Regions from separate parts of the Arachis hypogaea genome. Here region 1 is linked to region 2. A link is a contact called in public Hi-C data. All regions are on one chromosome and are shown on one strand. Each heading gives the region's core, a stretch centred on a gene start, on an enhancer-like site or on the middle of the called end of the contact. The rest is flanking DNA. Distances are from core to core; before and after follow the strand shown. Region 1 holds the start of LOC112748712. Region 2 has its middle 26 kb from the start of LOC112748711.

What was found. Hi-C and Micro-C count contacts between places; a contact is called where the count stands out from the background.
Region 1: a contact with region 2 is called in a Hi-C map of an unstated tissue, with 2.6 times the contacts expected there. The contact joins the promoter of LOC112748712 here to the enhancer-like site in region 2. A contact is called at or near these places in 3 of 8 Hi-C or Micro-C datasets (leaf and an unstated tissue).

The regions. Positions count from the first base shown.
Region 1 is chr15:8,907,232-8,914,024 of arahy.Tifrunner.gnm2.J5K5, reverse strand. It overlaps LOC112748712, which reads right to left and starts at 3,154. Exons shown (of 11, transcript XM_025796952.3): 1 at 3,004-3,154; 2 at 2,747-2,887; 3 at 2,297-2,389; 4 at 2,110-2,226; 5 at 1,550-1,969; 6 at 1,156-1,454; 7 at 980-1,079; 8 at 826-885; 9 at 619-702; 10 at 384-500. The coding sequence starts at 2,812.
Region 2 is chr15:8,867,420-8,874,599 of arahy.Tifrunner.gnm2.J5K5, reverse strand. No RefSeq gene overlaps it. Among protein-coding and RNA genes, the nearest start is that of LOC112748711, 26 kb to the left of the region's middle. Within about 2 kb of position 2,094, at least 3 of the 3 cell types and tissues checked have open chromatin away from gene starts, as enhancers often do.

The DNA.
Region 1 (6,793 bases), core at 1,905-4,404, 38 kb before region 2:
GAGAAAATGATAAATATGTCTTTAACCTTTTGTCCCGCGGATATTTTCGTCCCTGACTATTGGAAAATACTTTTAAGTTCCTGACTTTCACAAAACTTGGACGGATCAGTCCCTCTGTCCAAATACCTCTGTCAGGGACTGATCCGTCCAAATTTTGTGAAGGTCAGAGACTTAAAAGTATTTTTCAATTGTTAGGGACGAAAATGTCCGCGAGACAAAAGTTCAAGGACCTATTTGTCCATTTTTCTAAAATATATATTAAAAATAAATTAAACAATACATATTTTGTATGTCTATGACATTTTTTTTACAACATGATCCAATAATGAAAGAACATGCATAAAGTCATAACAGGATTGTGTTGTAAGCTGAGAGAAACATACCGCAGGGGAAGACCAGCTTCCACAGGAAAGTGCAAAGGTAACTAATGGCTCAGACCATTCCAACCCAAATATGCTTCGTGCTTGCATCTCATCATTCCTTGCAGCTTTTGGGCACGTCTGTCGCATTTACCAAATATCAGAATTCAAGTCATCATGCATTGTAATCTACAAAAGCATCACCAACAAAATAGCATAGGAAAATGAAACCAAAAACTAAGTGCAATGCTATACTTACAAATTTGAGGTGATAAGGTAGTCTCAAAATGAAGTGCTCTATTGTGATTGCATTGAACAATTGGCCCCCAACTATTATTCTTGCCTAGCATAATAACCATTTTATAATCTTAGTTAATTTGATCAAACCAATGCTTTAGTCTAATATGCTATAGAATACTGTTGGAAAAGTAAATGTAGGGAATATTTTATAGATCACTGTCTGTACCTTCTGCATTAGTGCTACAACCATTTCAGGGCTTTCAGGAATGCCATGCTCTAAATATGCCTACACAAATATTCAAGCCAGAAAACATTATGCTGATTATCCTCAACATGTTACATAGGCTAAGATATTAATGATATCAAATTATATATCTTACATTCAGCATGCAGGAATTATATGTGTTTATCCAGAATGCAAGCTTCTCTTGATGAGTAAGACCCTTCAATTTCACAGAAGCAAGCTTCCCAAGTAGAAACCTGAACAAGCTTATTAGATTAGAGGAACATAACAACCAAGAAGAGGTAGTAAGTAGTAACCCTTTATATAACTTACTTTAATCTGTGGATCAGAAACACTGCATTTGTTGTTCGGTTGAGATCAACATTGGAGGCTTTAATCTCACACAGATTATTGTATGCACCAACATCTCTTCTTGTTTTGGAATCTGAACAGATACCATAAGGATCATTCAACTGTTCCTTTTCCTTGCCAATTCTCAAAAATATGCTACACAAACACTTGACAAGATCCTCTGAAACTCTGTTGGGTGTGCTATCAACTTCCGGTGCCTTATCGTCCGACGAACTTGAGGAACTCTGTGCTCTTTCTTGATCTACTAATCTCCACTCTAACTAAACACCCGGAAAAACAAATCATTGAACAATCATCTCTCATAATACTCATTCAGTTATCCAGATAACAATTGAACAAAAATACTGTTTGGTACCTGCAACTTTAAGTGATCCACACATTTCTCAGATGATTGCTGTTTCATTGGAGATTTCCTTACTGGAGTAATCACTTTAGCAGCCTTCTTTTCTGGAGATTGCTTGCTCTTCACAGGGCTATGAAACAACTTATTCTCCTTTCCTCTTCCCTCCTCCAAGACGGATGACAACGAATCTTGTTTCATATGAAATGGTTTTCCATTGGGACTAGCTGATGAATTAAGCTCACATTGGGACAAAGATTTTGACCTTTGATGTTTGGAATTGTTATCAATTTCGTCACTGGAATTTTCAGGATTCCTCTTAGAGGAACTGTATACAGCTTCCTGATATAAACCTTGTCTGAAACTCACAACTTGTTCTTCTAATCGAACCACTTCCTCTTCTAATACTGCTACCTCAGCCACAAGCTCCAATGTCTATAAACAAAAGGACAAAACATTACTTGTAATTCATTTTCAATGCAACACTACAAACAATCTATGTATGTAAGAAACCATATTACATTGCTCAAATTTGTGTTCTAGTAAGGAAAAGATGAAGGAATGAATGGACTAACATATGGAGGGAGATAAGGAGGAAGGCGTGGAAGAGATCCCAAAGGTCTTGTGAAAGCTCTTTCTAATGCTCTATGCACATTCTCTTCATGTCTCAGCTTTCTCTTCAACTTATCAACCTGTCAAGTTTGAAAACATTAATTTACTGTATGTACTGAAGATTTATTTCACTAATAAATTATCACATACATCTTGTATCAAAGCCATTTTCCTTTCTCGATTCGATCCACGCCCATTTTTCTGTGCAGGCATTGCTTTGCTCCCTCTACTTTCCATCTTGTCCTGCTTTGCACATTCAGAGATAGAATCTTTGAAAAGCAGCAAAAAGAAAGAACTAGCTAGAGCCTCTGATATGTTTCTTATGACAAGTAAAAGAGCCAAGCTTCCACTTTCCAGATTCGGATAATATTCAAAAGAGGAAGAGAAATTCTATCTGCCTACTACAGTTTAAAGTAGTTTAAGCATTGAAATCAAAACTCTTTTGGGAGCTTTTAAGCTATGTAACCATAAGAATAATGTTTTCTTGTAGTAACCTACAACCTCATATGACAATTTTCTTCTTAAGATCTTGCAGTAAGAGAACAACGAAAAGTAGAAGAAAAAGAATGTAGAGGAAGAAAGGTAATGAATGAAATGTACTTTGCGACCATCATTGAAAGGAGCTTTCATTGCCTGAAGAGTGGTGCGTGCTCTGTTGTTATTCATCTGCTATAGGAATGCCACTTTTTCAGAAACCGAGAAAAAAAAAAGAGAACAATGCAATCCTTATAGGCTATGGCACTGCAAAAAAAAAAGGCCAAAAACATGTGAGAAAAAGAACGGGTTTTGTGTGTGTGAGTGATAAAAAGTAAAACTTGCAACTCAATAAACAATAATAGAAAGCAGCAGATACAAACCGAGAGACCCTTTTGGAGACAGAGTTACAGAGAAGCAAACTCAGAAAGATTCATTTTCATACAATTCATAAAGCGGGAAACTTGGAAGAAGGAGAAGCAGACACAGCAATAACAACTGCCAGCTTCTTCTGAGAGTATAATGAGCTTGGTTTATACTTTATAGTATTTATATATATATATATGAAATTTTAGATTCATGTGAAATCTAATATTATAGGTCCTTGTGGATCCACCACTAATAATATAGATTCTGTTCACCAAAAAATGCTTCTACAGGATAAGGGAGTGGACTGACATGGAAAATTCTTAAGCCTTATTTATATTTATTAAATATATTCTCTTTTTCGTCTTGGTGCTATTTTGCAAGGCTTATTATCTTTGTTTGATATAGAAGTTTTTCATATGAAATTATTAGTTTGCTACCCATATTTTAGAATGGACTCAAAGTGGAAGAAATAAAAGTTGTATTAGAAAGAAAACAAAAGATAAAGGGTGCACTTTTCATCATAGTGTGAAAGTGAGTGCCATAAACTGCTTATTCTCTGTGTCTGTTGCTAATATTGCTAATTGTTTTTCATTTTCTATGATCTAATATTATTCACTTATTTGTACATTTAAAATTAGAAAATAGCTTTAGGATTGATTCACTATGATTTTAGAGTAGGCCAAGTGAAAAGTTATTAAAGATTAGTGAGATTGAAAATGTATTCTATATTTCTATCTGGCACTGATAAAAGGAGAGAAAAATAAAAGCTAAAGAGATAAATATGAAACTTTTCCAATTGAAAACTTTGTGCAAACTTGCCTATTACAACTTTTGAATCATTGAGCATTATTGATCCTTTGAAAGAGAAATGAAGGGGAAGGATTTTTAGGTTTTTTACCCAACTTTATTTAAAGCAGAGGATATCTCACTATTTAATGAGTTCTAAATTCTAATCATTATGTTAACGACTAGTATTTATCATAATTTGATTCATATAAGCAACTAAAATGAAGCAAAAATCAATAAGAAATTCCGCATGTTGCACATGTCAATTATATTAGTTATAAACTATATTAATAATTACTAATTCAAGCAGTCTAAGAAGTTTGCCATTGTAATACTTAATCATTTTCAAGTTTTTAATCTTAAATATTTGTTAAAGAATAAATAAAATTCCAATAATAATAACAATAAGGGGAATGAGTGGACTTTGTTAAGGCATGTGATCACAACTAAAAAGCTTATTAGTGAAAGGTAGTGTCCTCAAGTAGCAGACAGACTCAAGAATAGTTTATTCACATAATAATCCATATTCATTGATCATAAAGCGGACCATTAATGAAGTTGATACATGTTTTCCATTTCCAAATTGATTCTATCTAAGATCTGATTCATAGCTTATTCAAACAGCATTAACTAAATACATATTTAATTCTTAATTGTGAGCCAAACACAGTGCAACTTTTTTCCGAACGTGATAAAAGGATTTACTAATCAATGTTATTATTATTAATAGACTTTTATTAAAGACATTAATTAAGATATCTCTTTTTTTTTTTTTTGGGTTTCCACGGTATCCCCAACCCGACAGGCCAAGGACTAATCCGTCGCGGATTGGAGCTCCATTTAAGGGTCTGCCGCTGGTCAATGGGTTGCTGCATGCACAAGGCGGAATTCGAACCCCCGACACTTACTTAAGCGGACGAGTGAACTGAACACTCGAAGTTTGTTACATTAATTAAGATATCTAATTAACTATTAAGCATTACTTTGACAAGAAAAAAAAAGAGATGCAATAACGTTGAACTATTTTAATAATAAGTAGCTAGAAGTGAATAGAAGGAATTTATAAAACTAAATACAAATAATTGGAGACATAAGATTAAGATGCAAGCAAGTGTGGACTTGATTCTGCCAAGTTCAGAGATGCTACAATAGTTTTATATTTTAATTAATTAGATTAGTACGTTAGATTCTCAACTACTATTAATACGACGGATTAATAATAATTGTCAAAGGATATCCCTGAAAATGTGTTCCATTTCACTGTCTTGGCTTCTAAAAACGACACAAATTGGAAAGGACAGAAGAAACAAAGGAAAGAGACCAATGTCATAGACTTGTTCTAATAATGGCAGTGAAAGAAAACAAACAACACACAGCTTCACTCTCCATAGAACACACTATATATATTTAATCAATTAATTAAGAAATGAAAAAGTTAAAAGTGTAAGTAAGTAAATAAGGTGGGGGCTTGATGCAGAGACATTCCCAATGCATTAGAGACAAATAATTATTTTGAGTTAAATGACAACTCTAATAATTAACATGCATGCGTGATTCAGACGCCTTCATTCTCACCCTCATATATATATATATACTCCCTTTTTAATATAGAATTTTGAGTAAAAAGATAAATAAATCTTTAAAAATTTATATTTTATATATGTTATGAAATTATTTATCTTAAAAATTTAATATGAATAGTTATATTCGTAAGAGTTTTTGTTTGGGTTTGTTTTATTTTTGTAATAGGTTTTTTTTATCTTATGTTATTTTTTCATTTTTAGGATTTGGATATAGAATTCTGATACTATGTTATGAAATCATTCATCCTAAGAGTTTAAGAGAAAAAAAAAAAAAGATAACATAAATAGTTATATTTATAACATGGCAAATTAATTCTTAAAAAAATACTAATAAAGCTAGCGACATTACCTTTAAATTAGCCTTTATGATTACGGTAAAAATTCTTAGTTTGAATCTATGATGCACTGATATTGACACGGAATACAACACGACACGAACATGCCAACACGCGAATTTTAAAATCTTACAAGACACGGAGAGACGCATACATATAAAATATAAAGTATTTTTTTAGATAAATCGTAATGATATTTTGATATTTAATTGATATTAAAATATAAATAATTTTTTAATTATTTTTAATATCTTATTTTAATTATATCAAGTATTTAAAATATTTTTTTGTTTTAATAAATAATAATATATACTATATCTAAATTTATTTCAAGAATATATGTTAATAATAAGACTGGATACGCTTGATGGTATTTAGGTGTATCCAAGTGTGTCCGACGAAGAATTTTTTATTTTTTATTAAGACACGGTTGGACGCAACAAACATGCGTGTTAGACAAATATTGGTAAGTGTCGTGTCAAAAATGTGTCCGATATGCAGATACAGCAACTCAACCAAGTGTTCGTGCTTCATAAATTTAAATTAATTTATCCATATTTATTATTTTAAAAAATTTTATTAATATTTTTTTCTTTAAGAATTAATCTATCTAAAATATAAGTCTTCAATCATTTATTTATCACTTTACTCTAATATTTTATTTTTGGATTTTTTTAATATACTAAAATAAAAGTGATAGTATTATTAATATTAATTAATAGTAATAAGAATACATAATACCCAAGTCCCCAGGCTGTGTTTGTGTATGTGTGAGTGTCATAATTATACCTACCCACACATGTTACTCTCTCTACATACTACTCACTCATCATGCCACTCCCATATACATATACATCATTGTTTTTTTCTTACTCATTTTCTCAATGTCATCCACTAATTAATACATGCACCATGTGTACAACTCGCTCGCATTTTTATTTTATTCTTTTGAAGCTTTTCTTTTATTTAATTAAACATAGGAAAAACGGATGAATGATGAGGTTTAATTTTTAGTAATTGGAACAAATTAACATGACCCGGTAGTCTTTTATATATTTATATTTATTATAATGTAAATATATTTTTATAGGTTGATAAAA
Region 2 (7,180 bases), core at 845-3,344:
ATGTACATAAATCAACATGAGATAAAAATTCAGTCTTAGGATAATCAAATATTCATTACAAATATTTTAAAATTTGTGGCAATATATATTTTAATATGATATGTACATATTTTAATACGAGAAAAATCTAGCCTTGAAAATTTTGTGTATTTAGATTGAAAAAAATTAAAATTTTATAAATAGTTGATAAAAAAAACTCATGTTAAATTGATTTAGATTTATTTTTTATTAAATTAATAAAAAATAATAAAAAATAGAATAATAAAATGTATAAATACAAGAGCATATCTAATTTATTTGAGTATATTTTGATTAAATTTTTGTTACAACGTTATAATAATAACGTTATAATATTTATTTAATGGAATTTAATGAATTATATAAGTAGCATTTCACATCTTCTTTTAAAATGATATAGTATCTCTTTATTAAAATCAGCATCATTTCAAAGATAATATCCACTACAAATTTTAAATTTTAATTTTAAATTATTTTCAGTTACTGTAAAAATCAAGAATAATACCCAAAATTAATCCCATTGAAATTGCTCAATAATTCATTTATGAAAAGATATAATTGTGATTGTGTGAATGATAATGTATTTTAAAATTAAAAAATTAAATTTTAATTTAATTTATGCACTTTAAAATTTTTATTTTGTTATTAATATCATAAAAAATATTTTATCTTGTCATTTCTCAATCAGAATATTTTAATTTAATTTATACACTTCAAAATTTTTATTATTCTCTTTATTTGTTTTGTATATTCAAATATGTGATTTGTGTTTTATATATATATAAAATGTATGTTGTAATAATCTAAAAGATGGAACATAATTCATTCATCACTTTGCAATGGAAATTTCAATTCTACTATTCATTTATTTTAAAGGCGTTTACTATGGTATTTAAAAAGTATTGCCTAATTATTAAAATAGGTAAAATAATTAATTTTAAATTTAAAAGTATAAAAGTAAAAAATTTTTAAATATTTTAAAGTTACTATAAAAAGTAATTTAGGCAAAAGTTAGGCACCAAACAAAAAGCACCATATAATTAGCCTATTTTAAAATGGGTTTGAGTTTTGAAGAATTTAATAAAGTTCGCTGGAATATCATTGATAGGTCAAAATTATTACCACCACATCAGATCAATTCTGTAATTTTCACCGTCGAAGATACATGCATCATCGCAACCCTCAACGGGTCCAAGAGCTCCACTGTGGTTTTCACCAGAGTCGAAAGAGGGAAGGTGCTGGAGAAGACGGTGTCGAAACCACCATGGCCAAATGAGAGGAGAAGGAATTGGTGGCGCGATGAAAGAGTGAGTAGAAAAGGCAGTGGGAAGATTTGTTGTCGTCGCCGACGGTGAAGATAATTAAGAGGGAGGGAGAAGGATAATGTACCGTTAATGATGGAATTGAAGACGATGATTAAAGTGAATAAAATAAAAAAAATAAAGAAAATTATGAAAATATTTTTCTCTTAAAAATTATAATAAAAAGGATTTCATTAAAATAAAATATTAAAAAATGATAAATACGTCTTGGACCTTTTAATTTGTGAATATTTAAATTCTCGAAAATTTAAAAATATATTTAAGTTTTGATTTTTTAAAATTTGAATATATAGATTTTTTATATTCACTTGGGTCTTTTAGATCTAATAAAAAAATTAAATATGACACCCATTGTATTGAAATAGTTAATATAAATACATATATGAGAGAGATTTTAAATTAGGACACATTAGACCCAGAAATTAATGTGTTCAAATTTTAAAGAAGTCAGATCAAAAATCAATGTTCAATTTATTTTTTTCCTAAAATATTTTATTTTAATCAATTTGACTTACCGGTAAGCAAAATCACTTTTGGGCGTTTTAGTGACACAAATAGATGCAGCTTACCAAGTAGATATCCTTTTTTTTTTTTTCCCTCGAACTGAAGAACTCTTCATCGTAATAGGCTCAAATTGCCCAAACAAAAGCCATAAAAGGTACGATAATTTAGTGATTGCAATTCATTGGTTAACCCCTTGGACTTTTCTGACATATTTTGCTACCTGGGGACAATATGCGTTAAGGCCTAATAGTCACGGGTTTAAAAAACTTTTCCGCACATGCAATGGGCCGAATAAACAAACCGATACATATCATGCATCATTTTATCATTTCTCTCAAGAAACTGTGCATATTGCTTTCGTTTTCAAAAGATATTTCGTAAAGAATAAAGTATATGTTGTGTTTGTACCCAGACAAAAAAATATATGTGGTGTTAAGAATTGAATATTAAAACAAGATAAATATAATTGATATTTATATTTTAACTTATTTTTTATGAGCAATGATATAATTTATGGCCCAATTCAAAGAGGCCCGAACAAAGAACTTGAGATTGAGGAAGGAATTGGGTCGAGCAATCAAAATGAGATCGAAAACAAAAGAGTGAGAAGGTCTCCAATTTGAATGAAGGACTACTATACTTGAGAAAAGAGTGCAGCAAAAGAATATTTGTCATAGTTAGTTACGTAACAGAGTGAGTGGTATGCATAAAGAGAGTAGAGAGTGAGAGGCAATGATTCATTTTACTAGTAATTTGGTGGAGTCTTCTTCCGTGACTCAAATCGAAAATTTGTTGTTATTTGTTTCTTGTCTGCTATATACATTCTCCTAATCTTCACTTTTTCATTATTCTCATATGCTTGATTGTGTGTTAATTCTAGTTAGAGTGTTATGGTGACTGTTTTATTGCAGCAACCCATCAATTAGTGCTTTCATTGAGAGTTATCGGAGATGACGGACGGGATTCGCTTCACTCGATTGGAGGAGCTGACGCTCTCCAACAAGCAAGAAATCTTGACCCTAAGTCGTGGACTCGCCAAGGCCAACGAGAGGGTAGCCGAAATGCAGCATCAACTTACATCCTTAGAGTTGTCCTTGCGGTCAATTGAGAAGTTGTTACAAGATACTATGAAGTTGAAGCAGAAAGTAGAAGAGTCCGGCAGACCAGGAGCACCTCGCCGGTGGGTGACGCTAGCCACAACTCTGGGGGAGACGGATCCGAAGTGAATTGGTCCGTAATGTGAAGGTGAAAATGGCCGAATTACCGATGTTTGAAAGCGATGTGGTAAATGATTGGATTTTTTGAGCTCGACAATATCTTGAGACTTTTGAAGTGTTGATTTTATAGAGGATTGAGTGATTTCCTTCCATTTGGTAGGAGCCGCTTATACGTGGTATTGTTGGGGTGAACAACAACATCACTTACACGTGAGAGTCCTTCTTGGATGCCATGGTACTCCAATTTGGGAAGAACGTGTTTGATGGTTATCAGTGGTTAAGAGAAGGGGGTTGAATTTTGGCCTCCTTTTTTGCTGAATATTACTTAAGAGATATTTTTGCTTTTATCTCCTGTCGAGGTAAGAGACTCCACTTTTTGTCTCCTGAATTTACAAAAATAGAAAAAGAGAAGGGAAGAAATAGTGACACCTAAATGTATCCTGGTTTAGCTACTCAGTGCAATGTAGCCTATATCCAGTCTCTATCAAAATTATGATGAAATTTCACTATCTTTTTCACAAGATTACAAACACTAATAATTTCCTAAGATCTACCCAATCCTATCTGGGACAAATTCAGATTCTAACCCAATTTGAATTTGACTAAGACTTAACCTAGCTTTCAATAGTCAATTGCTAACCCAACTTATAAGAAAATCTTCACAGGATCATGACACAACATAAAAAGATGTACAAAAAAAATCTGAGACTTTTTATGACTTTTTCTCCAAGTTTAACTCACTGCCTTTTACCTATCATTGACTTTTTCTTACAAACCTCACCATGCTTGCCTTTTTCAATGAGACTCAGACAGACTAAACTTAGAAAAAGAAATACAACATGTAAACCATGAAGGAGAAGAACTCAGAACAACTTAGGTAGCTATGAGAACTGAACTCAATGCTCTGTTTTTCTCTCTTACCTTCAACCCTTGGTCGTTCACCCTTAATATAAAAGAGTGAAGCTTCCAAAGTTGAATCAAGTTCAAACCCAATGCTGCCTTCTTCTCCAATCCCCAGAGCATGTAGCGGCTTGGTCAGAGGAGAGAGAGCGCTTTGATTCTGTTGCGTGCAACCTACCTGCTCTCATCTTTTTTTTTTCAAGTTCCTTCAATCTTGACTATGGATTGTTTTTTTGGCCCCACGTTTGGATTTGGTATGTGGATGAGCTTTTGATCATCTTTGACTCCACTATCTCCATGGTTTCTTGAATTGAGATTGAGGCTTGGTAGATTTTTTCATGGTTGCTTGGTGTAGCACAAATGGAGAAAGAAGTCTTTTGACATTCTCTGACTGAATGAGATTAGCTTCTTGCTTGTATCATTTCTTCAAGCTTGGATTTGGAAACCACCTTTTTGTTCTTCACCACAACCTAGCTACTGCAGTTTCTATTTTCTTCTTTCTTCCTTGTTGAGTGAGTGACATGACCGATGAAGAGAGAAGAGAGAGAAGATTTGGCTTTCGGTGAAAGTTTCAAGACAATTAATTGAAATGAATTTTGAGTTCAAGTTTCTGAATGGTGACCTAGTGAAGTGTGTGGCTTTGGCTTTGTGATCACCGAATAGACTTGAGATGATTTGGACCATCTTTCTTTCTTTTCTCTTATTTGGTTTAGAGGCATGTTATAGGGCTTGGTTTAGTTATAATGGACCAAGATTTGTATTTGTGTGGGCTTGATGATTTGTTTCTTGGGCAATGTTTATTGACTTCATTTTCCTGCACACTAAACCAACCAAATTACACAAACAATTGATAATTACCTAATAATGCTTGTTCATCACTTTAATCAAATATTAGTTTTCCGAATTCATCAGTGTTCTATGATCCTCGCATCGCCATTAAAGAGCTGAAACAAAGTGGTACAGTAGAGGAATATCAAAGTTAATTCACTACAAGAAAAAAGGCCTATGGCCACGCTTTTATGAGGGTGGCGATAGATTAGAGATTTGGCCACTTTTTTTTGCCACGCTTCAAAAGCGTGGCGAAAAGAATCAACGGCCACGCTTTTGTAAGGGTGGCAATTGATTAGAGAAACGGCCACATTTTTTTTCTGCCACGCTTCAAAAGCGTGGCCATAGAGAGAAACAAGGACGTTTTAAAAGCGTGGCGGCAGGGTTTCATTACGGCCACGCTTACAAAACGTGGCCATATCCTGGTACTCTTTTGGCACGCTTTAAAAGCGTGGCCAAAAGTTTTTTTCTGCCACGCTTCGAAAGCGTGGCCGTAGAGTGAAACAACGACGTTTTATAAGCGTGGCGAGAGGGTCCCCAACCCATTGACTCTTACCCGGCCCCAAACCCGGCCCAACCCGGTCCCCAACCTATTGACACTAACCCTAATCTTCGAAAACCACTCTTTCGCCTTCGAAACCACTCGCCTGGAAGAGCTCCTCCCAACCTTCGCCCTTCGCCTTTCGCCCTTCGCCTTCGTCACTCGAAACCACTTCTTCTTCATCTTCTTAATCTTCATCTTCGTCTTCATACTCTTCTTCTCTTTCTCGTTCTTCTACCGATCTTTCTGGATCTCTTGTTCACCTTCGAGCTCCACCAAACATGGGCGATGGCAAGGTCAAGCTCGTCGACGATCTCTTCTCCTCCAAGCCCTCCGATTCCAAAGGTCTGATCGATTTTCCCTTCCAACGCTTCTATTTTTTTATTTTCTCAATTTTTTCCGTTGTTTTTACTTTTAGGGCTCCCTTTCCATTTTTATTTTCCCCTGATTCGTTCTCTCTGTCAATCGCATGCTCAACACGCATGTTCCTTCTTGGTCACAATATTAGCATTGTTTGCGATGCTGTGGACGTACATGGTTTTTTTCTGGAATGAAAAAGCCACAAAGGTGCACTCTGTTTTGGTTATGACTTAAGCATTGTTCCTTCTTGGTGCACTCTGTTTTTTTCTGGAATGAAAAAGCCACAAAGCTTGATTTTAGAATAATAATGTTCATCTCTTGGTTGCTATTCTTGATTCTTGATTTTCGTTATGATTTTTTACTGCTTCAATTTTTTCCTGTTTTGTACTTGATTTTTGGTTCTTGATTTTTCCCTGTATCTATTTTTCATTGCTCATTTCTGTTCTTGATTTTTGTTCTTGTATTCTATCTGCATCTATTTTTCACTGTCAGTTTCTGTTCTGTTCTTGATTCTTGATTTTTGTTGATTTTGAATTTGTTCTCTAACTTTTGTGGTTGCATCTTTTTATTTATTTGATTTTAATTTGTTGTTTGGTGTTCTCATGTCAATTTTGGTTAAATGCTCTCTGTTCTTATTTTATTTTATTTTATTTTGATCACTCAGGTTTCGATCCCAGAATTATACAATGGTATAGGTGATAAGCTTCCTAAATTTTATTATTCTGTTATCTTGTGTAAATAATGTCCAATAAAATTCCTTTTTTCTGCTTTCCAACACTTGTATACACTATTATTTTCTTGAAGACCGGTTCCCAATTCCTTTTCAGAAAAGCTACCATTCATAATTCATAACTTCCTTTTTATCCTGCTTGTTTTATGGGATACTAGAAAATGCAGATGGATTTTCTGGTAGATTCCATTTTCTTCATTTGACATTTCTTTGTAGTTGGTCTTTAAGTTCTAGACAGGAGATGATGTGTATTCACTTTTTTTATGTTACATAATTTTCATTTGGAGTGTTTTTATTTTATTATTATTACTATTTGCTAATTCATATTAGGGAACAGCTTTTTCTATAACAGAGCATGATCGTCTTGATCTATGAGGACTGCTTCCTCCAAATGTTATGTCTCCCAATCTACAGATTGAATGATTCAGTATATACTTGTACTTTCCTTGGTCTAATGCCAATGTTGAACTTATTCTTTAGCCTTGTGGTTGCTTAAGAGGATGCTTTTACTGCTATTTCTTTTTCTATCTGTAAAGTTATGAATTTTGGACTATTCTGTTTTAATATATCTATTGCTAACATTTTGAACTTGTTCTTCTGATCCTAATGCATTGACCAAATGGCAGATACTCAACCGATTGCATGATAGAAATGAGACTATGTACTATACGGTATGTTCAGAGTTTTCTACCTCATTCCTTTGTTAACCAACCAATTTAGGCAGAGATATTGATTGATGATTATTTAGCTTTCAATATTT